2 separate regions of the Mus musculus genome follow, and region 2 is linked to region 1. The links are chromatin contacts, called in public HiChIP or PLAC-seq maps. All regions are on one chromosome and are shown on one strand. Each heading gives the region's core, a stretch centred on a gene start, on an enhancer-like site or on the middle of the called end of the contact. The rest is flanking DNA. Distances are from core to core; before and after follow the strand shown. Region 1 has its middle 32 kb from the start of Dgkh. Region 2 holds the start of Vwa8 (von Willebrand factor A domain containing 8).

Region 1 (3,218 bases), core at 376-2,875:
TAGTGGGTGCTTGGAGTGCTAACTTAATATTCACAAGATCCTGAGTTCAATCCCTAGTACTGTGGAAGAGAAAGAAGTTTTTAATACGGTCTGTAGCTCCCCCTACCCCCAGGGTTTGTTTATTTGTTCGTTTTTTTGTTTGAAACATAGTTTCTCTGTCATCAAGCTAGGCTTAAACTCACACAGGTCCACCTCCTTCTGCCTCCTTGGTGATGGATTAGTTGTGTACTCCACCATGATTTGCAAGCTGTAGGTTTTTTGAGGGCCACTATATAGTTAGATTTTTAAAGCTTTTGATGTTGAGTGTTCATAAATACTTAGTAGTTTCTTTAATGTCTTGCGTGTGGTAACACAGCCAACTTCATAGGCATTCATACTACTAGTCTCTCCTTTTTAAGGGTGTTTGTAATACAATTGTGAACATTAAAATATAAAAAAATGACTAGAGACCATCATGAATAATTTACATACTAGTTTATAAACGCAAGTGAAAATGGCACGAATGAAACTGATATAATAAAGAAACAGAAAACGAAACGTGAGACTCCTCCTCCTTGGATCTCAGAATAGTCTTTCCCTCCTACACAGTTGAGCCCTGGTCAGCACCACTGTGTTTGTCCTGAAACCTTCCATAGTTATTCTGAGGGCTCCATCCATCACCAGAAACTCCTTCTCCTCCCAAGAAAGAACTGCTTGGCTTAGTGTTTCTGAGGTTCCCAGGGGTACCCTAGGAAGATGCAACCCAAGCCATGTGCTGACACCCTTCTTGTTCAGCTTTTTAGCTTTTTTAGCAGTTGCACATCTTGCCAAGCTGAGATCACTGATGGCTACTCTCTTGCCCTTCTAAAGTTGAGATCTTGTCAAAGCTCATGACATCATGACAAGTTGCCTTATAAATGTAAATGCCAAGTGTGTTAGTGAGGGTCCACAGAGTGCAGCCTGGGTGCTTCAACAGCAAGAACGACATGGGGGATACAACATTCACAGACTGCTCTATAAGTCTGAAGTATCCGACACAATGGGAGCCTCCATTAATCAAGCCACCAGTGAATTGCTCAAGGCTGTTCTATTCCAGAGTTTACTCAACCAGTTTCTTTGCACTATTCCAGGCTTTGGGGACAATTGCTTCTTCCTGAAGCTCTTCTTCTCTAGCTTCCTTGTCACCCTTCTTTCTTTATCTGGTCAATTATACTCTTGAGCCCTTCTCTTTCCACCAAACATAGACACACACACAGGGGGGGGGGTGTCGGGGGCAGGATGGGACAAGGCAGAGTCAACAACAAGTCTTGCCTAGCTGTTGAGACTCAAAGTTAAAGGAATGAAGACCATGATTTTTGTGTCAAGGGCTGGGTGGAAGAGCAAACTCGGCCAAGGGGTTGGGTTTAGAGAAGGGTCCCAATGGCTTCCCTAAGGAATAAATATCAAATAAATTAAATCAGCATTAATAATGAGGGGGGAAAACAGAGTTTCACAGCAATAGTAAGTATTTCTTATTTCTGTTGGATTTTAGACTACATTAAAACATTTTAAGCAATTTTTTCCCAGATAGTTCACACCATATTTCTGTTCTTGTTTTAAATGAAGAGGAACCCAAAAAGGGAAATGAAGTCATACAGCATTTAAATCTATTGGGTGAGCAATTGCTCCGGCACCCTTGAGACAAGCCTGACTCCTGCTTCTAAGTTTTGGTCAGGAATATGGAGTGCTTCTTCAAATAATATGCAAATCAAAATTCTTGGGGGGAATTTCCAAGAACCAGGAAGCACTGTTTCCTTTCTGCTTTAGCTTATTTATTTGCTCTATAAGAGAGACGTTAAAAAAGGAGTCAAATCTGAATTGTGCCATCATTTTGGTTTTACACGCATTTAATCCCAGGACTCTGGAGGCAGAGGCAGGTAGATCTCTGAGTTGGAGGCCAGCCTTGTCTACAAAGTGAGTTCCAGGACGGCCAGAGCTACACAGAGAAACCCTGGGGAGGGAGGGGGCAGTGTCAGATTTCTTCCATGTTTCCTGTGGATGAACTGGCGGGTTTGGGAGTCAACTTGACCCTAGCTAGTGACATCAGAGAAAAAGGTGCTTCAGTTGAGGAAATGCCTCCTTGAAATTCAGCTATAAGGCATTTTCTCAGGTAGTGATTGATGGGAGAGGGTCCAGCTCATTGTGGGTGGGGCCATCACTAGGATGGTCTTCCTGGGTTCTGTAAGGAAGGAGGCTGAGCTAGCTGTGGGAAGTAGACCAGTAAACAACACCCCTCTAAGGCCTTTGTCTCTGCTTCTGCCTCCGGGTTCCAGCCCTGCTTAAGTTCCTGTCCTGACTTTCTCCAGTGATGCTCTATGATCTAAAAGTATAAGCAAAAGAAACCTTTCCTTCCCAAGGTGCTTTTTGACACGGCAACTGAAACTCTAAGACAGTGGACATGAGAAATGCAGATGTCTCTAGACTTTTGATAGTACAACTTGCAGTGAAAATATTCAGACTCATTTTCTGCTAAGAGTAACCATAAGGAGGCCAACAGTCTAGTGGCTGCTGTCTGCTTCTAAATCCAAAAAGGGAAAGGTAATGAATGGCGCGAATAGCTGAGTTGCCATGTGATCTTTGAAAAGCTTGTAATTCTCATCATTTTGGACATTTTAGAACAAAAGCACATGTTTCACTATGGCTACTACCCAAATACAAAACTGTTGCTTCATTTGTATGCACAGAATCCTACTAATATCTGTAGGAAGGCCATGCATCATTTGTGCTACCCAGGTGGGTATTTCGATATCAAATATCTACAGTTTCTATTAAACAAAACTAAGGTGTTCACAGGAAGCTCCAGAGAAAACTGTGTAGCTAATGAAGGCTGAACTCCACACATTAAAAATGCTGCTATCTGTGGTTGTTCCCTGTCTCACTACTGTGACAAAATACCTAACAAAAGTAGCTCTAGAAAGAAAGGTTTGTTTTGGCTAATGGTTAGATGGGGCAGTTCATCATGATGGGCAAGTCACCTTGGCGGGAGCTTGAGACAGCTGGTCACATTGGATCCCAGGTGAAAGAGCAGATAGAGATGGATGCTCTATGCTCAACTTGATTTCTGTTTTCTATTCCGTCCAAGACCACCCAACCTGTGAAATGGTGCCACCTGGAGTTACAGTGGAGTCTTCCCACCTCCATTAACTTAATCAAGGTGATCCCTACAGGCCTGATCAGAGGCATGTGGGAGGCTTGTCTCC
Region 2 (3,218 bases), core at 498-2,997, 84 kb after region 1:
TTTCCCTCCAACTCTTTCTTTTTAAGTTTCCTCAGGAAGGTACTGCACATGCTGGGTGGGAGAGTCTTCCCCTTTGAATTACTGCTTCCTTGAAATGCCCTCATAGACAGGTCAGAGCCTTGTCTTTTAGTCAAATCCAGACCTAATCTACTTGACTGTAACAATGGTCAACTATCTCAGGCTCAAAGGAGGAAAAGCAATTTGTAAATTTCTATGCTGCTTGCATGTTTGCCATTAACCCAATTCACATAGGGATTAAAAAAGAAAAGAAAAGGAAAAAAAGAACAACAACAACAACAACAAAAAGAAAATAAAAAGAGGATATGACTCCTCCTGGGTAAGAGGGTGGAGAAGGTGCATTATAGATGTGAGGGAGAAAACACAGAGGCAGAGGCATCTATCTGGCAGGGTTCAGAGTGAAAATGAACACCTGAGTGAGGGTGGTGTGTGTGTGTGTGTGTGTGTGTGTGTGTAGAGGGGAAGCTGGGAGAGGAGAGAGCCAGGATCCAGGAAGCCAGACCAGGAGACCAAAAGAGGACCAGAGTAGTCAAAGAGGCTGGATTGTAGATGGAAGAGCAGCTTGGGGGAAAGATAGTACTGCCTCTGGGTTGGAGAGTTCAGAGTAGGGGACTGAGTGCCTCTACCAGGAGGATCCTGTAACAGGTGGGAATGGAGAGATAGGAGGAGGATCTAGTGGCTAGTACCAGCTTTGATGTGTTAACAGGGACCTCTGTTAGCTTTTATCTGTTAACTGGCACCTCCTATAGCTGGTTGTCTCAGATTTGAGGCCTAACAGGTGTGGTTGTGAAATAGTGAGAATCTATCCATGTAATAATTATGCTGTTTTGACATCTTTAATGTTCACTCCTTTATTTTCGATTTCTCCAAACTAGTTTAAATTATTTCTCTGCCACCTCCATTTACTTCTAAGTTTAGTTCCTCGGGAAGTTTAAGTGCCTGGGAGGTGGGTGCTTAATATGGATGTAAGATACAGGTAGGTCTAGAATTGGCAAGGCCATTCTCTGAGAGCCAGGCCTGCATCTTGTTTGTTTGATTTCATTGTGCAGAACTTCATTAAAACTTTTTGCTTTGGTTAATTCACTCTTGACATTTTGGGGAGGCAGCCTAATTACATTAGACTTTGTTTGCTTTATGGAAGACTGCTGCTGCTTTTGGAATGCATGGTAGGGAGGGAGCCTTAGTCAAGTGTCCTACTTTTTCCTCACTAAAGACATAAATTATGTTTATATAACCCTTGCCTTGTAGCCTGACTGGATCCTTCTGGTAGTTGAACGTTTTTTCATTCACCATTATAGTGTAACATTTCCTCTTGCAGTTTAGAAGATGATAAAACAGGAGCGGCAAAGGAAGGCTAAACTGAAGCTTTCAATGCCTGTGGTGTGGAAACCCTGGGAAGATGACAACGAATTAAAATAGGTGAAGTTCCAGAATCTCTTGAATATTTTCTCCATTCTGAAAAAAGATCCGAAGCAGTATCGAGGGGAAAGCCCACAGTGCATCATAACACAGTAGGCTAGCAGCCAAGAAAGAAACAGGGCATACGCTCAACTGTGCTAAAGGTCTTTGGCATCTCCCCAGCTCCGGGCGTCCCTGGGGCGACCACGCCTGGGGCGGCGCGCCGGGCTCCGGTAGCCGATCCTACCGGCTGGCGCTCGGCCTGCCCTCCGCCCCGGGCCGGGCCCATCCCGCAGAGCCCGGCGAGCCGGGGGAAGGAGTTTCCGGCGGACCCGCCTCCCTGCCGCTTCCTGTCCCGCTCGCCGATCGCCTCCTGCCCGGTCCAGGGACTGTGCTTGTCCGAAGCCCCTGGAGGTCCCACGCATGCCTCCTGCACCATGCAGTCACGCCTCCTCCTCCTAGGAGCCCCGGGCGGCCTTGGGGACGTGGCCTCCCGGCGAGTGCGGCTGCTCTTGCGGCAGGTGTTGCGGGGCAGGCCGGGCGGGGACCAGCAGCGGCTGGAGGTCAGGCTGCTGCACTCTGGGGCGACCGACTCAGGTAACTGGGCCCTCCGCCTTCGCTGCCGCTGCCCTCGCTGCTTTGTGATGTGGGGCAAGGCGCTGGCGCCCCCTGGGCTCCACTCTGAAACCTTAGGGGTCCGGACTAAGGTCTCTGATGCCTAGGAACACAGTTTTCTCCCACTGGAGATTTTTGTACAAGAATCCTCACGTAGACTCTAGGACACTGAGAGGTTTATGCTGCAGCCTTTGGGGGCTGTTAAGACTCGTGCTTGACCTTGACCTTTGACTCCCGAGGGCTTGGTTTTGTGTCATGAGCCAAGTAGGGCTCGTGATGGCATAGACACGTGTACAATCTTGCTGGAGAACCTGTGCCCATGTTCCTTCCCAATTTTAACAGAAGACTCGGTTTCAAGCACTCTTAGAACTGAAAGTCATCGCTTTAGTTAAAACCCTATACTATAGTCGGAATGAATGAGTCCCAAAAAAGAGGGAAACAAAAAAAAAAAGTGCCTCGCTGAGGATCACAAGGTGAAATTGCGATTCAAAACTTGCCTGTCCTCGATTATAGCTTCTAGAGCATGTACTTGCTTTCCACTCTGTTACTCAGTTTTCATCTGCGTGACAACATTAAAACACACACACACACACACACACACACACACACACACACACACACACACACAGAGCAGCCTAAAACAAGGGAAGATTTCTTGGCTGGAAGTTACAGATGTTTCAGTGTATGCTTAATACTTTAATCACTGTGGCCTGTGGTGAGGCAGAAATTCGTGATGACAAGAGGACTTAGCAGAGGGAAGCTGCTCTCTCAGGGAGGCAGAGAGAGAGGAATCGGGGATAAGACCTACTTTTCAAAGAATCTACTTTGTCTCACTAGGTTCACCTCCTTGTGTGTGTCATCTCCAGATAGTATCATCTCATCTAATAAATCCATCATTTCACCAGTCCAGATGATAATACACTCTTATCAGAGAAGGCAGATGTCAAGGGTAGAATGTGGTACAATCTGACAGGCTTTGAGGTTGAGCAGTTTTGGGTAGACTCCGTTTGTTTGTTTGTTTGTTTGTTTGTTTATTTATTTATTTATTTATACTCTCTAGCTAACTATAAGAGCCATGAGTCAGCAGATAGAACATTTAATTGAAAAGAGGTTTTTAAAAAAATGAAAAAAAATTTGTTTTGTACTGATATGCCTCACTACAACAAGGGGCACTGAAACTGAGAACT

Evidence for each region. HiChIP or PLAC-seq counts read pairs in DNA pulled down with a chosen protein or histone mark.
Region 2: a contact with region 1 is called in an H3K4me3 HiChIP or PLAC-seq map of bone marrow-derived macrophages, with 2.9 times the contacts expected there. The contact joins the promoter of Vwa8 here to the enhancer-like site in region 1. A contact is called at or near these places in 7 of 39 promoter capture datasets (3T3-L1-derived adipocytes, the C10 cell line, embryonic stem cells and 3 more), 2 of 484 Hi-C or Micro-C datasets (the N1E-115 cell line and nephron progenitors), 6 of 115 datasets of contacts at active chromatin or transcription factors (bone marrow-derived macrophages, embryonic stem cells, forebrain and 3 more) and 3 of 9 other capture datasets (adipose tissue, liver and pancreatic islet).

Annotation. Positions count from the first base shown.
Region 1 is chr14:78,763,571-78,766,788 of GRCm38.p6, forward strand. No RefSeq gene overlaps it. Among named protein-coding and RNA genes, the nearest start is that of Dgkh, 32 kb to the left of the region's middle. Within about 2 kb of position 1,626, at least 2 of the 459 cell types and tissues checked have an H3K27ac peak or open chromatin away from gene starts, as enhancers often do. A contact at or near this core is called in bone marrow-derived macrophages, where this site is marked.
Region 2 is chr14:78,847,431-78,850,648 of GRCm38.p6, forward strand. It overlaps Vwa8 (von Willebrand factor A domain containing 8), which reads left to right and starts at 1,748. Exons shown (of 45, transcript NM_027906.1): 1 at 1,748-2,013. The coding sequence starts at 1,854.